2 separate regions of the Gasterosteus aculeatus genome follow, and region 2 is linked to region 1. A link is a contact called in public Hi-C data. All regions are on one chromosome and are shown on one strand. The core of a region is the stretch at or near the end of the contact, and the rest is flanking DNA. Distances in the headings are between cores, read along the strand shown. Region 1 overlaps megf6b (multiple EGF-like-domains 6b). Region 2 holds the start of akr7a3 (aldo-keto reductase family 7, member A3 (aflatoxin aldehyde reductase)).

Region 1 (7,388 bases), core at 3,910-6,409:
CAAAAGTCCCGTTTATGATGTATATTCACAAATTACTTTAAAAAAGTCCAGGAGATTACCAATGTCACACTTGAGTCCAGTCCTCCCTGAGGAGCAGAGGCATCTTCCTCTCACAGGGTCACATGGGGAGTCTTCCTCACAGTCACACACATTAGCACAGCCATGACCGAAGGTCCCCTGTTCACACACTGAGAGGGGAGACATTTAGTTTTTTAAAAAGGGATAAATTCAGCTCAGAGGTGACTAATAGTGTCATTTTATCGAGCGGTGACGGGACCGACCTCTGTGGCAGCGAGCTCCGTGGTATCCTGGAGGACAAACGCAGGCGCCCGATGCCGGGTGACAGGACGCTCCGTTCATGCAGTCGCACTGCAGCTGGCACAGCGGGCCGTGGAGGCCGGGGGGACAGGCTGAAGACCAGGACGCAGCAATTAAAGCACATCTTCATGGTTTGCAAATGTTCCCACTGGATTAATGATTGTGCATGTAAATATGTAAAGTCAGGATGCTTTAGTTAAAAATAAGCGCAATGAGTTCAAATGGACGTCTGAGACAGGGTTGGGTATCCAAGCTGTACTTCAGTAATTATGAGGTAGCCTACCGTTAATTTAATGGCATAGGTCTTAAATGTGAAATGGTGACAGGTCATTAACAGAGGGAAATCAGCCATAATCTAAATTTTGGCTTATCAACCAATTCTGTCAAAATATCAATCCAACCACGTCTCTTTCCATTATCGCTGAGCCTAGTGCTTCCAAATAAAAATGTTCTATTAAAAAGGGTCAAATATAAATAGCTTATTTTGTGCAGCTATAACTTCCCTCATCATGTGTGTTAATCTGTTGGATTCTCACCATGTTCACACAGCTGTCCATAGTATCCTGGACCACAGCGACACGTCCCCGTCACTCTGTCACAAGTGCTGTTATTTTGACAGTTACATTTCAGCTGACAGTTGGCACCAAATCTGCCCTCAGGACATTCTGCAATCGAACAAAACAGACAGTCAAATAATCACAAAAAATTAGGGGTGTAACGATTCATTCACTGAATCGATTAATCGATTTATATTCCTGCGATCCAACTGAATCGATCAGTGTTCCGCAAATCGGCATTCCGGACGACATATATCGATTACAAATAGATTGAAATGGTACATAATCAACTGTATCGATACTTGGAAACTGCACATTGGATTAAAGTACAAAAACGGTATGGATGTGTTTGTTTTTTAGCACTTAGTACTCGATTCAGTCTGCCTGTCTGTGACGTCATCAGTACGCAGCGGCAGCCGCGCGAAACTCGGAACAACAACAAAACACAGCGTGGAGGAGACGACTGCGAGCAAGACATTTACAAACCAACTTATCGATCCAGCGTGTGGAAACTTTTTGGCTTTTGCAAACACAGAGGTGTTTGCAAAAGCTAAATAAGTCGGTCGCTGTTTGTAGAATATGTAGAAGACAAATAAAAAACCACGGAAACACAACGAATCTTTCCGGCCAGCTACTAAGGCGCCGTGGGATTAAACAACGCCGACAGTCAGGACCTCAGGCAGCGTTACCGCTGCAGCAGCAGCAGGTAACTCAGCTCTGCAGACACCTCAGGCCTCGCCAGCACCAAACTCAACATCACAGTAACAATTGCCAAGTTTATCTGTAAAGACGTGCGACCCTACAATGTGGTTGAAAATCCGGGGTTCTGTGAACTGATCCAAACATTGTGTAATTATTGTGAGAAATATATAGTGAGAAACAAGCTATGAAAGTGTGTCTCACCTTTATTGCAGTGTGAACCGGTCCAACCCAAACTGCACGTACAGCCCCCGGTCACAGAGTCACACACGCCGCCATTACTGCAGTTACAGCGTTCAATGCAGTCTGCCCCAAACCAGCCTGGAAGGCAACCTAAAGATGAAAAATACTCTCATCACTGAAGCCAAACAAAGCAAAAAAAAGAAATGTTGCTTTTCTTGTAACTACAGACTATTGGCAGCTACTTTATTTCTTAAGAAGGAACCATTAGCTGGCCTGATACAGACAAAATCGCACAACCTTTATAGTCCAAATGACCCAAAACCCCGAGACGAAAAGAGACGATTACATCACATCTTTTCAGAAATAATGTTTTTTCAGACTCAGAGGTAAATAGGTGAGATATAAAACAAACAATGTTCCAAATGTTAGAGGGCATTTAAGGTTTGTTCACTGACATTCAAGGTGTTCTTTAAAACTGCAAATAATATGTGACTGATGTTTGAAGCCATTTCTAAAGTACATCCAGTCAGATGCTGTTGACGTTATGTGAAGTTTTTGAATTCTTGTGGGTGTGAAGATTTAAATTCCTTCAAAAATCTGCTCTAGTCACAAGAGTAATGGAACCAGTGATCCGCTGTTTGGGACCCTCACACTTTGATTGTGGAGACGGTAAAAAAAAGCAGTAAATGATCAAACTGTATCAAGTGTACCGACCGTGTGCACAGTCGCTTCCTCTTCGACCGGCGACGCACTTGCAGCGACCGGTGACGGGGTCATTCTGGGCACCGTCTCCGCACAGCTCCACCCGAGCACAGTTCACTCCGTACCGCCCGGCCGGACACGCTGTCACCATGGAGACACACACCGGACACTTGTCATCTCATGCCAACAATGTACTTCCACCACCAATACTGCGTTTTAGATGGACTCACTGATGTTGCAGCTCGCTCCTATAAAACCGGCTGGACAATCACAGGCTCCAGTGGACGGAATGCACCTCCCTCCATTCTCACACTGGCACTCGCTTTCACAGTTTAGGCCGTAACGACCCTTTCGACAAACTGAAAAAAGGAGTAAAAAAAGAATTAGCACTTTTAGAAGGCCTCTGCCTCGCTGCGATGCGATATGTCTGCAGGATATAAAAGGCACTATTTGCTGTACTTTGGTCACATCTGCGGCCGTGGAAACCTGGAGCGCAGTAGCATAACCCGGACACCGGGTGGCAGAGCTGGTTTGTCTCCGAGCACCGGCAAACCTGATTACAGTTCTGTCCAAATGTTCCTGGGAGACAAGCTGGGAGAGGAACCGGTTGATAGAGATCACTTTATAAAACCTGCAACACTTCTTCATTTCCCAAATGGCCGGGAGGCAGAAGAGGATCCTGCAGCACTCACTCTGCTCACAGCCATTTCCCTTGAATCCGGGAGGACAGCCGCAGTCTCCAGAGACGTGGTGGCAGGACGTGCCCTGAGCACAGGCGCAGTGGTGCATGCAGCCCTCTCCGAACATACCCGGTAAACATGCTGACGGAAAGTCAAAGGAACACAAGATGTGTGAAGTTGGAATTTAGTTAAATGTGCAGAGTGTCTTACCAATCTAAATTTGAAGGACAAACTCTGGTAGAGCAGAAGCGTCAATAGCCTGTCGCCAACTGTCGGTTTGCACCTTTATCGCAGAGTTTTCCTCTCCAGCCCGGCAGGCACCGACACGCTCCAGTGACGTGATGACATGAATCCCCGTGCACACACCGACACCGCTCCTCACAGCCGGCGCCGAACAGGCCCGCTTCACATGCTGAGCGAAGGAGGTGCAAATCAGAGGTTAAAAACGGACAAAAATACAGCAGTTCCCACAAGATCAAAGTTTCGGTCTGTTAATTTGTTTTTTTGCTGGGATCACTCAGCAGAGACCCACCTCTCTCGCAGCGCCCTCCGACCCAGCCGCCGCTGCAGCTGCAGCGTCCGGTCAGCGCGTCGCACTGGCCGCCGTTCTCACATTCACACTGCTGCTGGCAGTCCCTCCCGAACCGGCCCGCCACACACTCTGTGTACACATACAGCAGCGCGCACAAGCACAGAAAGAGAAACAAAACAGAGACGTCATGGTGTGAACCTCCGTGTGTTTATAGTATCGAGTAGGGAAATCAAGTTAGTAGCCGCAGAGTTTAGAAGCATTCCAGCGACGAGATCTGAGGCCTTCCTGAGCATGAGGGGGGGGGCGGTGGGGGGCCTCGATGGGGAAAAGTTGAAACAGGCACAGAGGGAGGATGGAGTGTGATATGGAGCTCAGACGGAAAACGAGCTGGAATGTCATCGGCGGGTCGGCAGAGATTCTTACGCTAGAGACGCGTCCGCGCTCCAGAAACTAACTCTGCCGGCAAATAACAAGGCGAACTCGAGAACGTGATGCTATTCTTCTGCGTGGCAGTAAAAGGAAACAACAATCATTATGGCTGATGAGGCTGAACATCAAGACAAGTGATCATATTAATATTGATAACAAATGTTTAGAAATGAGCCTATAAGCGTGTTCCGATTTGTCCGTCCTGTTTATAAGAATCATCATCTAATAATTCTTGTTAGATGTTGTGGTTGTTGTAGCTACTGACATTTATTACATTTGTGATATTTGAATAAATAAAGAGTTTAGCTTAGTAAAAGATGTTTGTTGTCAACTGTTTTCTTCAACTAACTAAACCCAAGTGTGTCTCTCAGGTTGGTACAGAGAACGTACGAGTACCTTGAACAGGGTCTTTTTTTTTTGTCAAAGTTGCTAAACACAAGCTCAAAGCCTTACGCGTTTTTAACAGTTAGCCAGACTTACTGGGAATTGAAAACAATAACTGGTCTAAAACAGACAACTTCCGCTTTGACCTACACAACGTGTTGCACATGCAAACGGTTTTGAGCCCGTTTACGACCTATCAAGTCATCTCCGGTTTCTGGCCCCAAAAAAATGTTAGCTGATCCGAGTTTGTCATTTTAAATAGAAGCCACATGTACAAAAATGAGATCCAAGTTGTAATAAAGGAGACTCTTCCTTAAAATGATTAATCTTCAGGTGGTTTTGCAACGACATCCATGGAGACTCACATCATCTGTGACTCTTACCGAGTTCGCAGGCTGTGCCCGTCCATCCACTGGCACATGAACACTTCCCAGTGCTCTTGTTACAGGTGGCTCCATTCTGACACAGGCAGCGCTGCTGACAGTCTCCTCCGTAAAACCCTGGAGGGCATTCTAGGAAAAAAGACGCAAGAGGACATAAGACATAAGGGTGCACCCTTATTTACCCATCATAGAAGATCCACACACCTTCTGTGCAGTTGGGTCCGGTCCAGCCGGGCGTGCACACACACTGCCCACTGGCCGGGTGGCAGATGCCATCGTTGCGGCAGCTACAGGTTTGGTTACATCCTTCCCCATAGAAACCGGTTGGGCACGCTGCCAGGAGAGGGACAAACAATATCACAACCCCGTGGTGAACTTTGCTGATCAAAAGTGGAAATTCCAGTGTCTGGTAAGCGATACGGGGAAAAGCATGGGGAACACGGAGTCGGCGCTTTCTCATGTGCTGCTCAACTGGGTTTCCCCAAATAACAGACCTGCAGCGAGTTTTTGTTTAACTGCAAATCCCGTAACAAAGATGTCCTTAGTGCTTTGATGCTGCACACTGGAGTGAGTGAGTTGTGGAGTCAACTCACTCAGGTCGCAGGAGGAGCCGATCCAGCCGGCAGGACAGGAACAAACTCCGCTGACGTGGTCGCAGCTGCCGCCATTTAGACAGGAACATTTCTCCTGGCAGTCCAGTCCGTAGAAACCCGGAGGACAAGCTGAAAGACACAGACGACCCCTTACTGGCATGCATATCTAGTAGATGTGGTATATTCGGCGTTGTGAAGGGAAGGAGAGGCTCTTACGCTTTTCACAGAAGGTTCCAGTCCATCCCACCTGGCAGGTGCAAGCGCCGCTCACATGGTCGCACAACGCATTGTTGTCACACTGACAACGACGGCGACAGCCCAGACCGAACATACCTGCAGGGCACTCTGAGGAAATATCAAACACACACCTTAGACAGTGAGACGAGTGATATGTATGTCATGTTTTATAAAAGGTTGGTTTTAAAATGACAGGATCCAACAATATAAAATATGTATTGGACAAACTATTTGTATCTATTTAGGATGTTAAATGATTTATTTTGTACCATCTGGTGGTAGCACTGGTAATGAAACTTTGCAGAATGATTGCAACACAAACTCCCGCTGAATGAATATGCTCACAGCAATGAATACTCCCGACAGATTTTCCATCTGAGAAAGCCAAAACACCATTCACTCATTTAAAAAAAAAGATATTTCAATCCTGAAATTCTCCTTTCAGACTGAAAGTGACAGTGATTTGGTTTTGTCACAAAACATGCACGTCAATAAGACTTTCTGGTGTGCAAGAACTTTAAAGTAGGTTTCTTCCAAACAAAAACATGAATTATTTAATACATAAATAAAGGAAATATATACACATTAATATATAACTACATACTCTGGTGGCAGCGTGTTCCAGTGTAACCAGCCTCACAGTTGCACTGGCCCGTCACGCCGTCGCAGCTGCCGTCTCCGTTCCTGCAGTCACATGTTTCTGCACAGTCCTCCCCCCAATGTCCTGCATCGCAGCCTGCAACACAAAAGTCCCGTTTGAGTGTCACACATGACAAAAAGCGCTAACAAATGCCGTCTAGCGCCGCTACCTTTCCTGCAGTTGTGTCCAGTCCAGCCAGGAGCGCATGTGCACCGCCCGGCCACCGGATCACAGCGAGCGTTATTCTCACACACACACTTCATTTGGCACGCTTGGCCGAAACGTCCACTCGGGCACGCTGCACAATGAAAATACAAAGCATAAATTCTACTAGAACAAACTTCGCCGGTAGAATGTAAGCAGAGCAAGTTCCCACGACTCATTGTTCTGGGATTCACGACTAAATGAGGCTTTCAGATCCAGTGGTTGTTTGAAATTCTATTTGTTCTTCCCAGTGAATTATAATCGGAGGTGGTTTTCAACATCTGGAGGATTTTAGCCAACGCACTGGGAGAAAAACTGTTCCTTTTTCCTATTTTATGTCCAAGATCAAGCACCACTGAACGATTTCCATTTTCACTGTGCTGCCATTCTGCTCAGCCGGTGGACCGTTAAATGCATCGAGCTGTGGAAACCAACACGCACGCTGCGGATACTCACAGTTCTGGCACAATCTGCCCATTAACCCCGAAGGGCAGTTACACGACCCGTTGTGTTTGTCGCACACGCCGCCGTTCTCACAAGCAGGGCAGGTTTCTGTGCACCCTGAACCCCAAAAACCATCGGGGCACACTGTGGAAAGAGGATTCCTACTTTTACCAATTTCATCATATAAAAACAAGTGTGTGGTTGTTGTGGATACTCAAAAGTCCTTCCGCACTCACAGTTCTCACAGCGCTTTCCTGCCGTCCCCGCGGGACACTTGCATCGTCCCGACACTTTGTCACATGGGGAGCCTGTGCAGTTGCAGGGATGGACGCAGCCAGCTCCAAACCTCCCCACTGGACAGTCTGACACAGGACACACAGGAGTCAACATGGGAGGACACAAA
Region 2 (6,998 bases), core at 1,501-4,000, 39 kb after region 1:
TAACGCATCTTTCCTCCCGCTGAGTCAGGAAAGCATATCGAATGCCTACGAGTAAGCATACCTAACCGCAAAACCCAAGACGTGTTTTTTGTATAATTATTGAAGCAGCATGTGGATAGTTGGATACTTACGATACAGACAGCCTGCTTCTCCATTAAGTTGGGACCATCCAGGGCAACACTTGTGCACAGTCTGATAATCCTGTCGGTACACTTGTCTGTATGCAGTGTAGTACGCTGTCCTGTTAATATGACAAACATCAAGTTAAAAGCTTTCAATAAAACCCGTTGAAATGGTTTATCGAAAAAAATCAAAAGGAATAAGAAACTGACAATACAGGACTTTTTGTAGAATTGTAGTGTAAAACAGTAGTGTGCGAAAAAACAAGTATACAATATATACAAAGGGATTATGTGACGTTATCTGAAATATGACATGCACTTTTTTAGGTTTCATGTGGTTGAATACCATGCGATTAGAAAATAAACATGAGATTGGATCAAACATCTCACAGTCTTTTAAGTAACATGCAGTAAGATGTTCAGCAAACATTTTCCCAGACCGTTAAGGCGCCATTTCAAAGTGTGATACTGGCAGAGACGACTTCAGAGAACGATGCCGATCCCTGTACTTTGGGACACCTCTCATTGCTCTACGGTCATTACCCAATGTGGAAACACGTTTGTTTAAAGCGAGTAATTGTGGCCTTGGCTGCCTTCAAAGCAGCCTTTGACTTTGTAACGCGGTGAGATAACGCTGTGAAAGCGAGCGCAAGCAGCAGACTGAGAAGCTCCTGAAACGCAGGCAGGCTAAAACGTTAGCATCTCGACCCTCCTTCAAAGGAATGCTGGCTGCAAAGACGCCCGGGTGTTAAATAGCTGTTGGCCTCGATGAAATGGGGCCGCACCTTGCACTTAGCTGCATGAGAGGCTCAAGGCTGTGATTACAGAACAAGAGCGAAAGAGGTCGAGAGGAAAGAGGAGGTCGAGGACATCGTCCAGTTTGATACTGTTTGGAGGTGGAGTCAAATGAAGCGGATACATTAGTTTGGTTGCATGACTTCATGAAGCTATAATTAAGGCTTTGCCATAGCCAGAGATTCATCAGCAAAGCGCTACATCCACTGCAGGTGAAGATGAGGAGTGTTTGAGTCAGCGGTAAGCGTCGACAGACAACAAAAGGGAAGAGTATTACTCACCTCCTCTCGTATCCCATGCACCACGACTGGGCGGCACAGCCTTGCTTCCACACTTTAACCATGCGTGTGAAGGCCTGCACACACGGCTGCCTCTGGGCGACCAGCGTCACCTCCCTCTCCACGCACACATTGGGCCTGAAACAAAAGCAGCGGTGAAAATACTTAGTGTCAAAATGTTTTACAGATTTACAGACGGCAGCGGGACAATTTATGAAGGCTGTGGGATGCGCTGCAGCAATGATAGATGGACGGAGCTTACAAGGCCTTCCTGCCTGTGCCGAGATGTAAGGCCGATTGGGAGGTCTGGCTTTGGTATATTCAAAGACTCATGGGAAATTCCTCAGACATTATCTATCAGAACTCAGAGCTGCTACCTGTAGATTAACCACGACTCTTCACATTTGAAACCTTTACCTGAAAGCCATTTTGCATTGACGTGAAACTGGCACAGATTTGTTGTTTCATGTTTATCTCCAAATACACCATTTTTCAGACAATTCACGCAAAGACATTTACAGTGTTCCCACTGGACATACATGCATGTTTTCACTCGTTTTCGCCCCCTGGTAAAACACGAGAAGACTTTCTAATTGTGCTGTTTTGTCCCCCTCGCGCAAAGCGCTTCTACAGGCGGACCTGCCACTGATGTCTTCGTACCTTGTACAAAAATAAAGCGCAACATGATCTTTGAGACATTTACTGCGTCGGCAACCCTCCAGCGTCAGACAGGAGGCTCCGCATACAGAGATCAGCAGGAATCTAAAAAACATCCATCTGCTCGTCTCATAAACAATAGTATTCACATTCACTTTACATAACTGAAAGACCTCGTTGTAAGTGGCAGTTAACCACAGACAATATTGTCTCACATAATTCACTGCTTAATATTTAGAGGTTTAAACACTTTGAGGGGCTTCAAACTAACTTTGATAGAGTTAGGAATGCAGCACAGACCATCAACATAGAGCTGATATATAATCACGTTAATTACAGTGTGACTTTGCCAATAAAGGTCTTGATGAGAGTGCACAACAATTTTAATCATCCCGCTTTTATAGCTCAACCAGCTGCTTTCAACACCTCAGCAAAACTTAGTTCTCTGCCTCTGGGTCAGTTTTGTGTTTTTTGAAAAAGCAGGTGAATGAGCAAGTCAAATTTAGGAAATTTGATGCTGAAAAATTGTTTTAACAAAAAAAAAAAAAAAAGTAGACATCCTTGGATAATATTTTAAAAGTTAACAGAAAATAATCAGCAATACATGACAAAAGATTACTCACATATACGGTTGGAGATTGTTGGTGATGCCATAACTCAATGCATGAGCCTCTATAATAAATATTAGGAAAAAATGAAAAACACTATCCATGTTTCTGGATCGAGGTTTCAATAAGTGAATTATAACTAAAAAAAATCCAAGCGCTCACTGGGAGAAACTTAAAACGCGCACAAAGGTTCTTCCGCGTGGAAATGATCTGTACTTTCCCAAAAACGACCCAGCCATCACGTGCGGTGTGTTTTCTCGCTTTCCGCAGGTGTGTGCGTGCGTGCGTCTGTGCGCGAGTGGGACACGGACTGAAAAAGTGCAGCGGACGCTCCGGACCGACGGGCACAGAGTCGCCGAGGCTGCGCGCGGTCTGCCTCCCTCCATTGACTTCGTAATGATGGCAGCGGTTTGGTAGGGGGAGGATGGAAAGGATGTCATTTATTATTCAGAGCTTCTGAATCACACACGCACACACCCCAAGACAGACTGCTGCTGCTGCTCTCCAAACAACGGCTTCATTACGCGCATGTGTGTTCATGACCCCGGAGGGTCCCGGGTCACCGCTGTCCGCGCAGCTCCGAGGGTACCAGCTCCGCGGCATCCTGTTCGAATTAGATGAGACGCTCTTAAGACCCATCAGAGCTCATCTGACAAATGTGTGGCCGAGGAACGTTTTTCTCGAAACAAAAAGTCGTGTTTTGATAACCACATGCATTTGTTTGTCCAGTCAGGGCGCTCCACAAATATATATTTAAGCTGTTTGAATCTTACGGTAAAGTGTGGAAAAAATAAAAGGTCCCGCATATTCACCCGTATATGCACTGATGTCTTAGGTACCCATCGAGTACGAATAGAAGACAACATGCAGCCTCGTTATGCCCTACCGGTGATAAATGAGTGTTTGGCAATTATAGTGCGTTGAATATTTATAAATTATTTTGGTGAGATATTTATATATATATTTTTTAATCAGATCAACCTTCTATTGAGGCCTCGTTGTACAGCAGCATTCGTCAAAGCCTACTTTTAATACCTTTAATATTTAAGCCACTTTTATGGTTACATGCTGGACATTCGTAAACAAGTGTGTTCACTTATGAATGTGATCAAAGCTATTGAACTATTCTACTGAAAATACATAGTTTTCTTGGTCTCTGATGGTTCCCTAAGGATTCATGTTAATGGTTCTATATCCATGATATACTGAAATAAATAACTACACACGTAAATGTTTACATCCCAATATTAGTTTGTCTTGTCTGCACATTGGTGGATGCAGGATTGACCGATGAGCGTAGTTTGTAGCATTGTGTGGGGATTTGCCGCCACCTTGCGGTTAAAGTGCAGAGCCGCGTGCTGCAACTGATATAACGTCACATGCAACAGAGACTTCAACAAATGTCAGCCGACGTGTCCATAACAACCGGAAGTGGTCGCAGAAAGCGCACTTTGGACAGACCGAACTACCGTAAAGCAAACAAGCCAAATATGCAGCGTTTTGTAATTTGGCACATGTTACGTTTTAACCGAGTTGGGTGATTTTGCGACGCTCCCATAACTCCCGCTTCCAGCGACCTTTAACCCCTCTCCGGGACGCACGCCATACGCTGCCTCGTAGCATGCAGCGGGTAATAACGGGAAGACTTTGCGCACTTGGAAGGTGTCTCACTTTTAAAGACGCGCTCACACAATCGCGGGGGTCAGGGGCTCCTCGGAGAAACATGTCGTCGTCTTCGTCTTCTTTTCAAACCAAGCGGCCGGTGTCCTTGCTGGGCACGATGGCTTTCGGCGGGCGAGCTGACGCCGAGCAGAGTTTGCAGATGGTGAGGACTTTCCTGGACAGGGGACACAGCCGGGTGGACACGGCCATCATGTACATGGACGGGAAGTCAGAGGCGATCATAGGGGGCATGAATCTCCCTAAAACAGGTATATCAGACGCACGCATGTTCGCGATGATTCTGTGCCCCAAAACCCAACGCCTGGACTCACCGGCTGTTGCTCATTAGCTAATTAGATGAATATGTAGTGGACGCCAGCTTGGAATTCTGGGTAGGAAAAAGGGGCCAAAAGTGATCCTTATTTGAGGAAAACACGTTTTAATGTGTGCTCATTGTATTTATAAGGGACCACGTACAATATGTAAGACATGTGCTACCATTTGATTTACTAAAGTAATGTTTCTATATACTTAAGTACAATTTGGAGGTATTTGTAGTTGGCCACATCACTCCACTGCATTTGTCTGATAATTTGAGTTACTTTCCCAATTCAGATTAGGAATACAGAATAAACCACAAATAAATTGATGATGTAATACAATTGTTTACGATTAAACTTAATCGACTCCTGTAGAGAGATCCACAAGATTCCCACCTCTACACTGCGTTAACACTACGTGTACCTAAGTAAAATATCTAAGATTAGCTAGTTTTAATTTGTTGTGAATCAATGCCACATTTGTAATTTGTTGTTTCTGTGCGACAGTAAGCATAGCGACCAAGGCCAACCCCTGGGAAGGGAAGACGCTGAAGCCGGAGAGCGTGCGTTCTCAGCTGGAAACCTCGCTTCAGAGCCTGCGGACTGATTGTGTGGACCTTTTCTACCTCCACGCCCCTGACCACCTAAACCCGATCCAGGACACCCTCAGGGCCTGCAATGAACTCCACAAGGAGGCAAAGAGACTAGATGGCTTACGCTCTATGAGTTGCATATATTTCTAACATACTGAATCATTTTTCGTTCCATTTTTAATTCAATGTGGAACTGTCGCCCTCAGGGGAAATTCAAAGAGTTTGGTCTTTCAAACTATACATCGTGGGAAGTGTCCGAGATTGCCAGCATCTGTAGACACAACAACTGGATTGTTCCCTCTGTGTATCAGGTATTTCCGTATAAAAAAAGAAAAAATCATGATTAATATCTGATCACCCCAAAATGTATGTCAACGGTGAATTCTTAAGTGTAAGTGAAATACCGTTCGTTGACATGCGCTCATCTGGCCCAGAAATTCATTCTTTTCTGATTGAGCGGACTGATCTTTTGTGCAAATGCTTGTTCAGAATTGCTGTAGTTTTTTTGGCGGAGATTGATCATTGTTGACTGTCCTTTATTTAATTGAAACCTTTGACTGATTTCCGTGCACTAAACCTTTCACAGGGGATGTACAACGCCACCACGAGACAGGTAGAGACCGAGCTGCTTCCATGTCTGAGATACTATGGAATGAGATTCTACGCGTACAATCCTCTGGCAGGTGCATATCTCCCGTCCTGACAATCACTAAAAGTAGATACTTAGTGGGTGATAAATTATGCAAAAAAGGTGAATACTTATGATTAATACAATACTACTGTAATACTGAGTCAGACACCACCAGAAGGTTGACATTAGAGGTTTTGAGGGAAACGCCTTAACTATACAGACTGAAAGATTTGGTACTGTATTCATTATATTCAGCCTGGGAATACTTGACTTTTTGTCCAGCACCATGTTAGCATGCTAACATTAGCATTTACTGTATTGCTCAAAGCGTCCCTGTGCCTTTGTCAGAGCTGCTACCATAACTGCAGTGTTCTTGAGCAAGTGACAATATTGAGTGCATAAATAGCAGAATCATTGATCATTTTAACTTGAATTCTGACAATATTATTTCTCCTCTGCAGGTGGCCTTCTGACAGGAAAGTACCATTACCAAGATAAAGATGGTTCCCAGCCTGCAGGACGATTCTTTGGCAACAACTGGGCTGCAGCATACAGGGACAGGTGAACGCCCAGCTGGTTGCACTTGAGATTTTCCCAACCACTCCTTACATTGGAGGGATTCATCTACTGATGAACTGAAAGCAATTGTGCCTGTCGTCTTCTCGGTCAGATACTGGAAGCAGAGTCACTTTGAGGCAATAGGCTTGGTACTGGACACTTTGGAGACCGCGTACGGCTCAGAGAAACCCTCCTTGACCTCTGCTGCCATGCGCTGGATGTACCATCACTCCCAACTTAAGGTACCCGTCGTAAATAGCTCACTGCAGTGACTTACCTGCTGATTGTAGCCGTATATTGGCACTTGTTAACACCCAGATCATCGTTCCTTTTTTCATCTGAAAGGGCCTGGTCAGTTGTAGTGTATTTATCCTCAACACTAGTCAATGGCTGAATTTGGTGCTTACAGTAGCTGGATGTTCTACATGTTTTCCTCTTTGCTATGTCAGGGGGATCTGGGTGATGGAGTGATCATTGGCATGTCAAGTATGGAGCAACTTCAGCAGAACTTGGCCGCGGCCGAGGAGGGTCCTCTGGATGAGAGAGTGGTCTCCTCATTCAACAAGGCTTGGGATCTTGTAGCCCACGAGTGTCCAAACTACTTCCGCTGAAGAGCCAAACGCTGCCAGTTCCTTTAAATGTATAGAGAAATCTGCTAAAGACATTTCACTTACATCCCCAATACCCTTTTCTTGAAAATCACAAATATGAATCAGTAGACCAGTAGATATTCATGCCAACAGCACTTCATTGGAAATGTACAAATGTAAAAAT

Evidence for each region. A called contact is a pair of places that touch in the nucleus more often than the background predicts.
Region 2: a Hi-C map of skeletal muscle shows a contact between it and region 1, with 5 times the contacts expected there. The contact joins the promoter of akr7a3 here to the enhancer-like site in region 1. A contact is called at or near these places in 3 of 6 Hi-C or Micro-C datasets (skeletal muscle and whole body).

Annotation. Positions count from the first base shown.
Region 1 is chr17:7,505,187-7,512,574 of fGasAcu3.hap1.1, forward strand. It overlaps megf6b (multiple EGF-like-domains 6b), which reads right to left. Exons shown (of 37, transcript XM_078091867.1): 19 at 7,222-7,347; 20 at 6,998-7,129; 21 at 6,302-6,433; 22 at 5,677-5,805; 23 at 5,461-5,589; 24 at 5,072-5,200; 25 at 4,868-4,996; 26 at 3,672-3,800; 27 at 3,423-3,551; 28 at 3,152-3,280; 29 at 2,919-3,050; 30 at 2,690-2,818; 31 at 2,472-2,600; 32 at 1,779-1,907; 3 more. Among protein-coding and RNA genes, the nearest start is that of akr7a3, 40 kb to the right of the region's middle. Within about 2 kb of position 5,160, at least 3 of the 9 cell types and tissues checked have open chromatin away from gene starts, as enhancers often do.
Region 2 is chr17:7,546,593-7,553,590 of fGasAcu3.hap1.1, forward strand. It overlaps akr7a3 (aldo-keto reductase family 7, member A3 (aflatoxin aldehyde reductase)), which reads left to right and starts at 2,751. Exons shown (of 7, transcript XM_040204293.2): 1 at 2,751-4,391; 2 at 4,950-5,137; 3 at 5,242-5,346; 4 at 5,622-5,718; 5 at 6,128-6,227; 6 at 6,337-6,466; 7 at 6,674-6,998. The coding sequence starts at 4,082. The coding sequence ends at 6,835. megf6b (multiple EGF-like-domains 6b) reads right to left here and starts at 2,876. Exons shown (of 37, transcript XM_078091867.1): 1 at 2,476-2,876; 2 at 1,199-1,333; 3 at 132-241. The coding sequence starts at 2,564. It overlaps mrto4 (MRT4 homolog, ribosome maturation factor), which reads right to left. Exons shown (of 9, transcript XM_040204294.2): 9 at 6,955-6,998.